2 separate regions of the Capra hircus genome follow, and region 2 is linked to region 1. A link is a contact called in public Hi-C data. All regions are on one chromosome and are shown on one strand. The core of a region is the stretch at or near the end of the contact, and the rest is flanking DNA. Distances in the headings are between cores, read along the strand shown. Region 1 overlaps LCP2 (lymphocyte cytosolic protein 2). Region 2 overlaps LOC106503306 (a long non-coding RNA gene).

Region 1 (6,115 bases), core at 1,791-4,290:
TGACAGGAGAGAATTTTGGAAGGTTTGACTCTTGGTTCACAGAAGACTTGCCTTTAAGGAGGAATTTTGTTCCTTTAAAGAAAGGTGAAATGCAAGTGAAAGCCAGATTGGGTGTAAGAACATGGGCTGGGAGGTGGGACAGGGGTCAGGGTAGTGTCAGAGAGCAGGGAGGGGGTGAGGGGTGGAGGAGGGCCTCCGGGCGAGGGGCAGGCCAGTGTGCCTCTGAAACTAAGGTCAAGGAAGCAGCTCCCCGTCCCCCCAAGCCCTCTAGGAGACAGGGAAACTCATCTACAGCTCACACTATGTGACCTTCGGCAAGAAGAACATTTCAGCTGTGCACGAGACATACGACCACACAGGGAGCAGAGCAGAGTGTTCGGAAATAACACTGACGCTTACTTGCACTGTGGGCTCTGACACTTTCCACGCTGCTCTGCCTTCATCCTCCCTTCCTCCCTGCCTGCCTTTCTTTCCCAGTTTCCTTCTTACTTCTGTGTGACCAGCAAAGTTGATTTCAAGACGCCCTTGTGAGCCTCCACCCCTGTTGCCAAAACACAAGGGCCATGGAAAGGGAGCCCCACGTGTCCCGGGAGAGCCCTACAGGGGTCACAACATGCAGAGACCCTGAGTCCTGCTTCCGCTCCCCCACCTCACTCCGCTTCCTCCGTTTCGATTCTTTCGAAAGCAAGTCCAAGAAGACCAGATCACAGGAGTGATTTCACAAGCTTTCAGCCCATAGGACCCACCCATGTCTCTGGGGCACTTGTTGTGACTGCGTCCAGCGGCTCCCAGCCTCTCCTGGACGCTCTGATGGGTTAAGTCTCCAGTGGGCCTGGCCATCAGTGTTTGTGGCCATGGTCCGGCGGTCAGGGATTCTCCAGCAGGGCCAACCCTCCTGTTTCGCTGATGAGGCAGGGAGGACCAGGAAGGGCAATACCCGGCCTGAGGTCAGGCTGTGGGCACTGTCCAGGGACAGGAGGCTGCAGTCACACTCAGCAGGACCCCCCTCCCAACCTCTGTACCGTCCAGCATGATCGGAGGAGGCCTCCACCTGAGAAGTCAGAGGCCCACCCCCATCACACAGCGAGCTAGGGGTCTCGGCTGCCACAGCCTGGCTTCCTGCGGAAAGGTCCGCTCCGCTTCTGCGGCTGAAGACAAGTAGAGAGAGTGGTGTCTACCCGAGGGCGTCGGTCTCTCCTGGGTCTGAGTGCGGCCTGGGGTTTGTGGGAAGGAGGGAGAATGAGTCACCTCCGGCCGCTCACTGTCGCTTGGTCCTCTGGGGGCGTGGGAGTGAGTGGGGGACAGCCACGAGAGTTTGCAGGCAGAGGTGCAAGAACCTCGTGCTCTGATCCCCAGCACCGCCGCCCTGCGCATGCGCCCCCACAGCCAGCGGCCCCAGCTGCGGGGAGGCGGTGCTCTGAGGCCTCAAAGCAGGGGGCCCGGGGCCCCACGTCTGCCACAGCTGGGCTGCCGGCCCCTCTCCGGCCCTGCTGGTCTCAGCTCACACTGCTCCTCTGTGGGGCTGTGGTTTGCTATTTCCTTCCTTCGCCAGTTAGAGCCCCAGCAGCCTCCCGCCCGGCTGCTGAAGATGCCCCAAGGAGTTGCCGAGAGCAGCAGGTCTTTTCAGGATCAAAGCCACTGTGCCAGCCCGTCAGGGCCACCCCGCTTCTCCCCATGCCCTCCCTCACCGCCCTCGCTGTGCGGGGACCTGCTCCCCAGCACCCCCTACTTCAGGTCCTGTAGAGATGTCACCTCCTCCCAGAGGCCCCCTGGGTGGTTTTTCAATTGTAACCGCACCCCGCTCCTGCCCCCCTCGCCCAGCCCGCACCTCTGCTGCCTGCGTGTCCACACAGCTCTCACCTTGAATTTCACTTCCTCCCGTGTTCACTATTTGTCATCTGTTTGTCTCCACTAGCAAGTAAGCTCCTCGAGAGCAGAGATCTTTGTTTTGTTCACCGAGGTGCCCTGAACCCCAGCAGGGCTCCTGGCGCTTAGGTAGCCTGGAGTGCGCACTGCTGAGTGAAGGTATGACTGGATGGGGGTGACGGTGCCCTGACTTACGCTCTGTCAGAGGAGGGAGCAGAGGGACGCTCATCAGCCTCTTGAACAGCCGCTTAAAGGAAACAGAGGAACCAGAAACCAGCAATCTGACGGTGTGATTGGAGCTTCCACTGGGAAGCTCCCCACCCCCGCTTTAAAGCATCTCCCTGTGGCGTGTGACACCCCAGCAGTGACACCGGAGGAAGGGTTACAGGCTCCTCTCTCTCTCCCCTGACGGCCCCGCTCGTTTATTAAGTTTGTTCATCCTGTCTCTCGGGCTTCCCTGCTGGCTCAGATGGTAAAGAATCCGCCTGCCGTGTGGGAGATCTGGGCTCCATCCCTGGGTCGGGAAGATTCCCTGGAGGAGGGTATGGCAATCCACTCCAGTATTCTTGCCTGGAGAGTCCCCGTGGACAGAGGAGCCTGGTGGGCTACAGTCCATGGGGTTGCGAAGAGTTGGACACGACTGAGCGACTTAAGCACAGCACAGCACATCCTCTCACTCGAATGAGCTGAGAGGTTCTGAGCAGGTTCCCGGGGAACGTGGAGAAGTGGGGGGGGGGGTGGGGATTGGGGGCCTGGGGGATGATGAGGGAAGCAAGACGTGGTGGGGGCCAAGACTACTTTGCTAACTTAGCAATTTTGTTTTAGACCAAACTTGTGATCTCGCTGCAGTCACTGCAGCAGAAGGAAGGTAGACCCTGGGCCCTTCCCAGAGGGCAGCGGGCTCCATAGAGCTATTCCCAAGGGGCTTCTGGCATCAGGGGTGTTGATTTGGTGTGCTGACAGTGTGCGGCTCTGGAAATGAGGGGGCCTGGCTTCTGAGGCTGCTGTGCATCGCTGGGGGAGGGGCCGCTGTGCAGCTGTCTCTTCCTCTCTGGGCGCCTGTGGCCCCACGTGTGAAATAACGCAGGGCGAGACCACCTCTGAGCCTCCTCCAGCTGCCCCAGATCTCATGGGAACACGAGCCTGTCAGCTGATAGACCCTGGGTCTCCTCAGTGGTGCTAAGGGAGGCTGGAGTTTACTGCAGAGGGCGTGCCTGCCAGAGCTGCCGTCCCACTCTGCCCTTCCTGCCCTGGGGTTTAGAGATTTGCTAGTTTACAACATCCAAGGAATGAGAGGATCCTGGCCAAGGCCTCTGGGCATGGGTGAGTCAGGGAGTCTCCCACTTTGCAGGCTGTGCCTAGATGGGGAATACTTCACCAAGTGTTTGTAAGAATTCATGTCACCAAGGAGGGAGCGGAGGACGGAAGGAGATTTCAGGCCCAGAAAGCGCACTGAAGCTCTTGTCAAGAGTTCTGCAACGAGCGGCCGATTCCTCCAGGTCTCAGAGGTGGATTGAAGATTCTTGTTAGACATCGCTAGAGGGATGTCAAACCAAATCAGGGGAGCTCAGCATTGCGGATACCAGCACAATAAAATACACTGCGGTCATGTCCTGATCTGAAGGTTGCTGGATTTCAGAGAAGGAGGAGCCGGTGTGAGCTGGCCAGTCCCCACGGAGGGACTCTGAGCTAGAGCCAGGAGGCTGAGCCTATGCAGAGAGCTTCCTGGGCAGGAGCAAGGGGGTGGAGAGTGAGGAGAAGAGGGAGAGGGCCAGCTGGAGCCAAAGGAAGAGGCCGGCTAGGACTGGCCCAAGTGCCTGAGGTCACACAGACCGGGGGTCTTCAGGACCCAGGGAAGGAAGGCTGAAGGTGGAGGGAGAGAATGCTTTTATCATCTCACCTGTCCCTTTGTCTTGTAGGATTCTGAGTAAGTTAAGTCAAGAAATCAACAAGAATGAAGAGAGAAGGAGCATTTTCACACGCAAGTGAGTGGGGCAGCCAAGTGCCCAGGGTCACTTTAATGAGATGCAAAAAATTTTCAGACTCAAGTCTAAATGGGAGTGGTTTTGCCCTCATTTTTGATCTGCAGTAAGCCTCCAGTCCAGGGGCTCCCCCTCTCTGTCCTGCATCCTGCCCCTGCATCAGGGGAGGTTCCCCTAGAAAGGCAGGCAGTCATGAGCTCCCAGTTGTACCACCAATGTGATTTCAGTGGTTTCCAGAATTTTCAGGTAGCCTGGCCCGAGTTTCAAAGCAACAAGGACAGGAGTCCTGGGTAGTGAGACATACCCTCCCCTGGGGGCTCCTCTTGCAGGGCTGGACTAAGAGGGATATCTCCCCAAGTCAGTAGGACTGTTAATGCCATGTTGCTTGCCTTTGCAGACCCCAAGTCCAGCGGTTTCCGGAGGAGACAGGTAAAGGTCTCTGGGGTTGAGAACGGTTGCTTTGGAGATGGGAGGCACTTCGGTTCTTCTGGCTGCTGGTCCAGGTGGAGGGGAGGAGAGATATCACTATGCCAGGCACCTGGCCACAATCCCCTTCCAACGGAGGCCCTCTGCATAGACACAGGGAGGGACTCTGCGGGCGGTGCCTGGAACAACCTGGGTTTTGACTGAGCACCCGAGCACAGCCAGTCCTCCTGCTTCTGAGTCTTTAAAGCAATTATTCAGCTGCTAAATTCCACATCTTGTTAAAACGCAGATTCCTGGGTCCCCCCCCCCCCCCCGCCAGTTCCTGCAGAATCAGAAGCTCTAAGGATAGGCCCAGGGAATCTGCATATTTTGAAGCTCTCTCAAGTGACTTTCACACACGTGAAAGGTTAAGAACCACCGCCTCTGTCTGGTAGAATGAGCCCCTCAGGTAGGAAGTGGAGAGCTGACACTGAGTTGCTGACCCCCAGGTGCACAGGATGAAGGCGGGGGTCGGGGAGGGCACCAGGCTGGGGAGCGCCGACTTCCCCTCCGTGGCTTCAGTCAGCACTGGTAACGGTGTCGCCTTCCTCCACAGAGAGCCACGAGGAAGACAACGGAGGCTGGTCGTCCTTTGTGAGTATGGGGCGGGCCCCCCCAGCTCAGGGTAGAGCCCGGAGGTCCCTTGTGGTAAGGCACTGGCACAATGCCGGGGGAGCGAGGCCCTGGCGGAGCCCCGCGGGGCTCCAGCGTGCTCTGTGGTGGTCAGAGCGCGACTCTGGCTTTGCAGTCCTCAGGGTCGCTGGCCTCGCCCGGCCCTCTTGCCCTCGGGCACGGGAGCAGTGGTGGAGGACACCTGCAGGAAAGGCTTGGCGTGAGCCACTTGGTGACAGACGCTGGTGGCGAGCTGGGCTCAGCTGAGGCCTGCAGGGTGCCGACCCGCCGCTGTTCACCAGGAGCCCCCACAGCAGGGCCCGCCCCTGAAGCCCTCCTCACACAGACTACACTAAAGCAGCATTAGAGTAGCTTTTCTCGTGGGCTTAAGTCCCCACTGGTGACACAGAGGGAAAGGGAGCTTAGAATGAACTATCCGCCCTCGAAACACCTCAGGGATGGGATGGCCCAATTGGGTTTTACACTTGAGGGGTCGTGATGACCCCTTTGAGAGTCTGATGAATTCTGTACAGCCTCTCCCCAGAAAACTGCATCACCACACTTGAAGCCAGACTCAGGCTCAGAACTCTGTTATGGCTCGTAGCCCAGTCTGTTCTTTTCACAGAAGCAGCGGCTGAGCCCACTGCAGCATGTGACTTACGTAAAGCCCCATGACCAGTTAGAGGCAGGCTGAGGGTGCAGCTCGCCCACCCTTGGTCCAGGGGCCCTTCTGGTAAGCGGCTGCCTCTAGTGCCTTTAGGTAGCAGACACTAAACGCCCTTGTTCTACTGGGATTCTGGTAAAAGCAAGCATTGAATTTGAAAAAAAAACAAAAACAAAAAAAAACCAAAAAACCCCTGCTAGTTAAGTCTGTGCTTTTTGCATGAGAACAAAGGAATGTAACAGATTAATTTTGTTCCCAAGGGATAATTGACCAGAGTTTCCTCCCAAATATTTACATTTTCACATAGAAACTGTACCTTAGCCACAGCTTGCCATGCAGTTCCTCCTGTGAGCTCAGTCTAAGGCTGGCCTCCTCCACCTGGTCTTTAAACAGGGAGTCCCCATCAGCTGCTGCTGTGACACCCGGGCTTCCGTGAAGTGCCCAGCACTGCTCAGGGCACTCGGGGGGCAAGGACAAATGACCCTATGACCATTTTATAGCTTGGAGAACACACACACAGATCAGA
Region 2 (6,115 bases), core at 2,578-5,077, 50 kb before region 1:
TTCTGTTTCCATATAGGTCATTACAAAACGCCGAGTGGGGTTCCCTGTGCTACTCAGTAGGTCCAAAGGATCCCCAAGGGGCTGTGACTGTTGCTAAATCTCCTGTTTCCTGGCTCTTGCACGGTCTCTGGCCCTTCCCTCCTCACTCAGCTCTTACTTCGCTCTTCACTCAGGAGCCCTGAGGCACGGTGATCAAACCAGTCCTGGACCAGGTGTAACATCTAGCCCTGGGCTGCCCTGGGCTGCTTCTGGGCAAGGCTGTTCACTGTCCTTCTGCCTTGATTCGAAGATGGGACATGGGGCCAAGGTGGCCACCTCAGCTTGTCCAACAGCAATGTGCCCAGGGCTCAGGACAAAGGTTGTCTTACCTGATATGAACCAGATGGTCAGAGGAGGGCTCAAGGCAGAGACCCTCCATAGACAAACTACATCTGAGACAATGCATATGTGTCGTATTTGTGTGTTTACTCATCCCTTCACCCCTCAATTACACATGCCTCTAACTGATTTCCAGACGCCACTTCATGGCCTGCAAGAAGCTGCAGGATCTTATCCCTGTGGATGTCCCCAGCCTCACCTCCTGGCCTCCTTCCTATTCACGCTGCTCTTTCCACCCTTTTCTGTTCCTCAAATACCCAAGCTTGCTCACATCAGGACTTTTTTCTCCTCTTTGCTTGGCTGTTCCTTTCTCACCATTTGGGTTTCACACAAATACCACCTTCTTGTAAGGGAACCTGACTATTCCTTCTAAAGTAGCACCTCAGTGACATCACTTTGGTTAACTGACTTCACAGTACTTCTCAGTTACCTATCTTGCTTAGTTCTTCCTTCCATCTAGTTCTTCCTAGTATATCTTTTTCATGATAAACTGATGATCCAGGAAGTGAAATGTATCTGTGAGTCCTATGAGCCACTCCAGCAAGCTGCTGGAACCTAAGGAGGGGGCTGCTGATCTACAGCCAGCCAGTCAGAAGCACAGGTGACAACCTGAACTTGAGGTTGGCCACTGAAGTTGGGGGCATGGGGTGGGAAGTCTCTTGCAACTGAGCCCTTCACCTATGGGATCTGAGGCTGTCTTCAGGAAGACTGTCAGAGTTTGAACTGGGATTCCCCGGTGGAGCTTGCAGTAAAGAACCTGCCTGCCGATGTAGGAGTCACGGGTTGGGTCCCTGGGCTGGGAAGATCCCCTGGAGAAGGACATGGCAGCCCACTCCAGGAGTTTTGTCTGGAGAATCCCATGGACAGAGGAGCCTGGTGGGGTCGCAGAGAGTTGGACATGACTGAGTGACTAAACAGGCACACACATCGTACATCCTGATGGCACCCTAGTGTTGCTTGGTGTTATGGGAAAAACCCCTCACACCACACACACACACACGCATTGGAATTGGGTCCATTCTTAGTATTCAAGAATTATTTCTTGAAAAAAGGAACAAAAGGAGAACAGAGTGAGAAGTAAGCTTGGCAATGTCAAGCAGAGTTTGGAAATGCTAAACTGAGGGATTTAGACATCAGTCCCTGGTGACTCAGCTGGTAAAGAATCCGCCTGCAATGCGGGAGACCTGGGTTCAATCCCTGGGTCGGGAAGATCCCCTGGAAAGGGAAAGGCTGCCCACTCCAACATTCTGGCCTGGAGAGTTCCACGGACTGTACAGTCCATGGGGTCACAGAGTTGGACACGACTGAGCGACTTGCACTGCACAGAGGATGATGAGAAGCCATGAAGAGCCGATGAGACATGTGTGTCTGAGTCACCCTGCTGCAGCACCAGGAACGCGTCGAGGAAAACCCAGGCAGAGTTTCCAAGGCTCTGAACCTCAGTTTGTAATCACTATTTTCATTTGCTTTCCTTTTTTTTTTTTTTTAAAGAGTTCCTCTCTGCCCAATTGTAAAAGCAAGTCTGGAGCTTCCTCTAAAAGTGCAAGGTGGGGAAAGAGTATGATTTCCATTTGGGACATGTTGACTTTGGGGCAAATGAAGGCTCTCTAGGAGGAGGTGTTCTGAAGGAGAGCAGTGCGGTGGTTGCGGCATAGGTGGGGTTCAAGGCTGTGTGAACTTGGGCAAGCTGTTGGATCTCTCTGTGTTCCATAAAGTGGAATGATGAGCACAGCACCACCCTCCTACGCTTGTTGAAAAGATCCGATGAGACAAGGTATGGAAAGTGCTTAAGCAGTGCTGGCATATGGTAGGTCCTCAGAAGAAGCTGCACGTCAGCCCCCGTATCATGTGGGAAAGTGCAGATGGGTGTCATCTGAGAGATGGAGACCTTCAGAGGAGTTGGATCATGCAGGAAGAGTGTGTTAAGGCATGATAAGAAGGTCAAGACGGAGCTCTGATATTTATCAGGGTGACCAGAGAAAGAGGAACCAGCTAGAGATGCTGAGAAGGATTAGCCACAAAGGAGGGGCTGGAGAACGCCGTCTGGGCACTAAGTCCCGGGGGTCACCTGCAGGTTGCTTGGGTGGAACTTGGGGAAACCACCAGTGAGCTGGGCGGAAGGCTTCGTGAGAGTCGGGCACTGGGGATGAACGTGTGTGCAGACGGCAAGTGTGGACAGCGTCCTCCTGAGAGCCCCGACTATGAGAAAAATAGAGGAACAGACGCAGGGGAAAGATTTTTTTGCATTTGATTCATTTTGCCTCTAGAGAACTCAGTTCACTGTTTAAAGATGAAATTCACAGACTTGGAGGGAGGTCTGTGAAGAAGAGTCGATGGAGAGGATATGGAAGATTTAGGAAAACAATAAAATCATGGATGGAAAATGTGACTGTTGTGGAAGAATTAGGAAGGGGAGGGTGGAGGGCAGAGGGAGGAGTCAACCCTAACCAGCTCTCAAGACTGGAAGGAAGGGGCGAGGGTGGGAAGGTTATAAATAAGTTTGTAGGTAGGAGGACAGGAAGTGGGGAGCTATACCTGATACCTGTTTTTGTCTGTGAAGTAGGATACTAGGTCATCTGCGGAAATATGTTAATATAGAGCATCTCTCCAACTGTGGGGCATGTAGGAGAGGCTGCAGTTAAGAATCTTAAAATCTCAAGGCTAGGAGGTCCAGGGTTGGAGGAACCAAAGTTGATGGGGACATTATCAATATCTTTATAAATCACTTTACATCGAGTCATCTAAAGCAATGAACACAGCACTCCAAGTGAGGATGAGACCTCAGAGGTAATTTGCACATCTTATTAGTGCTAAAACAGTCCATTTTAACTTACGACGCTTTGCTTACTAGCTGCTTGAAGCAGTTCAAGATCTTCTTATCGTGCAGTTTAAACGAAATGCTCACACATTACCTTGTAAAATTAGGAGTAGTTTCAAACACACAATAAAGTTGGAAGAATTTCACCCTGCACTCCAATATTATTCACCACCTAGCTTCTACCATGAACATTTTTCTAAGTTGTTTATTTAAACAAACTTCAAATTTAGAGCGTCCTAGATTTGGAGAAAGCTTGTGATGACAATTCAGGGGCCCCTTGCACTGCCTGCTCTGTGTATGAGCATCGTGTATTAGCAGAGCGCAGCTGCCACAGCAAATGAGCTAATACTGATACAGCATTATTAGCTGAAGCCGCGCACTGTTTCAGGTTTCCTTAGTTTTGGGCTGGCATCCTTTTTTTTTCTGCTCTATGACTTCATTCAGGATATCACACTACGTTTTTGAAATCATGTGCTTGCTTGTTTATTTTTGGCTGTGCTGGGTTGGGTTTGCAGGTACTCGCGTCTGGTCTTGTTCGGTGAGTTGCTGCATACGGCTTTTCTGCAGCTGTGGGGAGTGGGGGCTGCTCTCCAGCTGCAGCGCCTCCGCCTCTCACTGCAGCGGCTGCTCGTGTTGTGCGGCACAGCTCTAGGGCGCGGGGGCTTCAGCAGTTGGGGCTCACGGGCTGAGTTGCTCCGCAGCATGTGAAATCTTCCCAGATCAGGGATCAGACATGTGTCCCCTGCATTGCCAGGTGGATTCTTACCCACTGGATCACAAAGGAAGACCCACATTACATTTTGTTGTCCTCTCTCCTTAAGTTTGTGCAAGGTCCGTCTAGTCAAGGCTATGTTTTTTCCAGTGGTCATGTATGAATGTGAGAGTTGGACTATAAAGAAAGCTAAGCACAGAAGAATTGATGCTTTTGAACTGCAGTGTTCGAAAAGACGTCTGAGAGTCCCTTGGACTGCAAGGAGATCCAACCAGTCCATTCTGAAGGAAATCAACCCTGAATATTCATTAGAAGCACTGATGCTGAAGCTGAAGCTCCAATACTTTGGCCACCTGATGCGAAGAACTGACTCATTGGAAAAGACCCTGATGCTGGGAAAGACTGAAGGCAGGAGAAGAAGGGGAAGACAGAGAATGAGATGGTTGGATGGCATCATGGACTCAGTGGACATGAATCTGAGCAAACTCCAGGAGATGGTGAAGGACAGGGAAGCCTGGTGTGCTGCAGTCCATGGGGTCGCAGAGTTGGACGTGACTGAGTGACTGAACAACGACAATTCCTTAAGTTCCTCTTGGCTGTGACAGTTTCTCAGACTTTCCTTGTATGTGATGACCTTGACAGTTTGAGGAATAATGATAAGGTACTTGGCAGACTGTCCCTCAGTTGGGAATTGCCTGATAATTTTCTTTTTAAAAAATTAATTATAATTTATTTTTTCCTGTTTTATTGAGATACTAAAGTGTGTAAGTTTAACAGAAACACAGACTCACAGACTTAGAGAACAAACATGGTTCCTGGGGGGACGGATGGGGGAAGGGATAGTTAGGGAGTTTGGGACGGACATTTACACACTGCTGTATTAAAATGGGTAACCAACAAAGACCTGCTGCATAGCACAGGCAGTCCTGCCCAGTGTCGTGTGCAGCCTGGATGGGAGGAGTGTTTAGGGGAGAATGGATACATGTATATGTCTGAGTCCTTTTGCTGTCCACCTGAAACTATCACAACATTGTCAATAAGCTATGAAAGTGAAGTTGCTCAGTCGTGTTCAACTCTTTGCAACCCTGTGGACTGTAGGCCACCAGGCTCCTCCGTCCATGGGATTTCCCAGGTAAGAATACTGGAGTGAGCTGCCATTTCCTTCTTCATGGGATCTTCCCGACCCAGGGATCGAACCCTATCTCCTACATTACAAGCAGACACTTACACCTCTGAGCCACCAAAGTTTAATAAAAAGCTGTGTCAGTTTAAGATGTACACTGTGACGATTTGATACATTTACATGCTGTGAAATGATCACCACGGAGGGTTACGGAGGGTTAGTTAGCACCTCTGTCTCCTTACTTATCATTTTTTTTGTGGTGAGAATATTTAAAATCTACTCTGTTAGCAGTTTTCAAGTATGGAAATACAGTATTACTGACCATTATTGCCATGCTTTATATTAGATCTCCAGAATGTATTCATCTTATAACTGAGAGTTGGTGACCTTTGACCAACATCTCCCATTTCCCTGTCTTTCACCATTCTACTTTCTATTTTTATGAGTTCAGCCTTCTTAGATTCCACATATAAAGGATATCATACCACCTGTATCTTTCTCTGCTTGACTTATTTTTTAGCGTCATGCCCTCAAGATTCATCCCTATTGTTGCAAAATAGCAGGATTTCCTTCTTTCTCGTGTTTAAAGTAGTATTCCACTATATATTCCCTGTCTTTTTACCCACCCATTTGTAGAGGAATACTTAGATCGTTTCCATATCTTGCCCATTGTGAATATGAAGATTTTCTCGTGACTAGCCTGAGGTTTTAAGTTTTTGGTAGAAAGACTGCAGAGGTAATGTGCCATTCACATCACATCACATCACAGGGATAAACTGTCCTATCCGCCTGCTTTACCACTGTTGAAGTTGGTCTTGATCACTGGCTGAGGCAGCGATTATTAGGATGTTTACTCCAAAGAGGGAAGTTGCCCTTTCCCCCACATTTCCACATATTCTTATTAGAAGGAAGTCCTTATGCATAGCCAACACATACAGACTGGAGACTTACGCTTCATCTTCTTGAGGACCTAAGTTTGTTTTTATCCTGTATCTGTCCAGCAATTAGCCAACCTTCTATCCATCCATCCATTCATATATTTTATACATCTCAAAATTAATTTGCAAATTTGTTTTCTTTAGTT

The links. Hi-C and Micro-C count contacts between places; a contact is called where the count stands out from the background.
Region 2: a contact with region 1 is called in a Hi-C map of blood, with 1.9 times the contacts expected there. The contact joins two enhancer-like sites. A contact is called at or near these places in 2 of 5 Hi-C or Micro-C datasets (both in blood).

Annotation. Positions count from the first base shown.
Region 1 is chr20:2,234,731-2,240,845 of ARS1.2, reverse strand. It overlaps LCP2 (lymphocyte cytosolic protein 2), which reads left to right. Exons shown (of 21, transcript XM_013972703.2): 4 at 3,786-3,851; 5 at 4,246-4,277; 6 at 4,870-4,907. Among named protein-coding and RNA genes, the nearest start is that of LCP2, 18 kb to the left of the region's middle. Within about 2 kb of position 3,040, at least 2 of the 5 cell types and tissues checked have an H3K27ac peak or open chromatin away from gene starts, as enhancers often do.
Region 2 is chr20:2,285,328-2,291,442 of ARS1.2, reverse strand. The region is part of intron 2 of LOC106503306 (a long non-coding RNA gene); the gene reads right to left. Among named protein-coding and RNA genes, the nearest start is that of LCP2, 32 kb to the right of the region's middle. Within about 2 kb of position 3,827, at least 1 of the 5 cell types and tissues checked has an H3K27ac peak or open chromatin away from gene starts, as enhancers often do.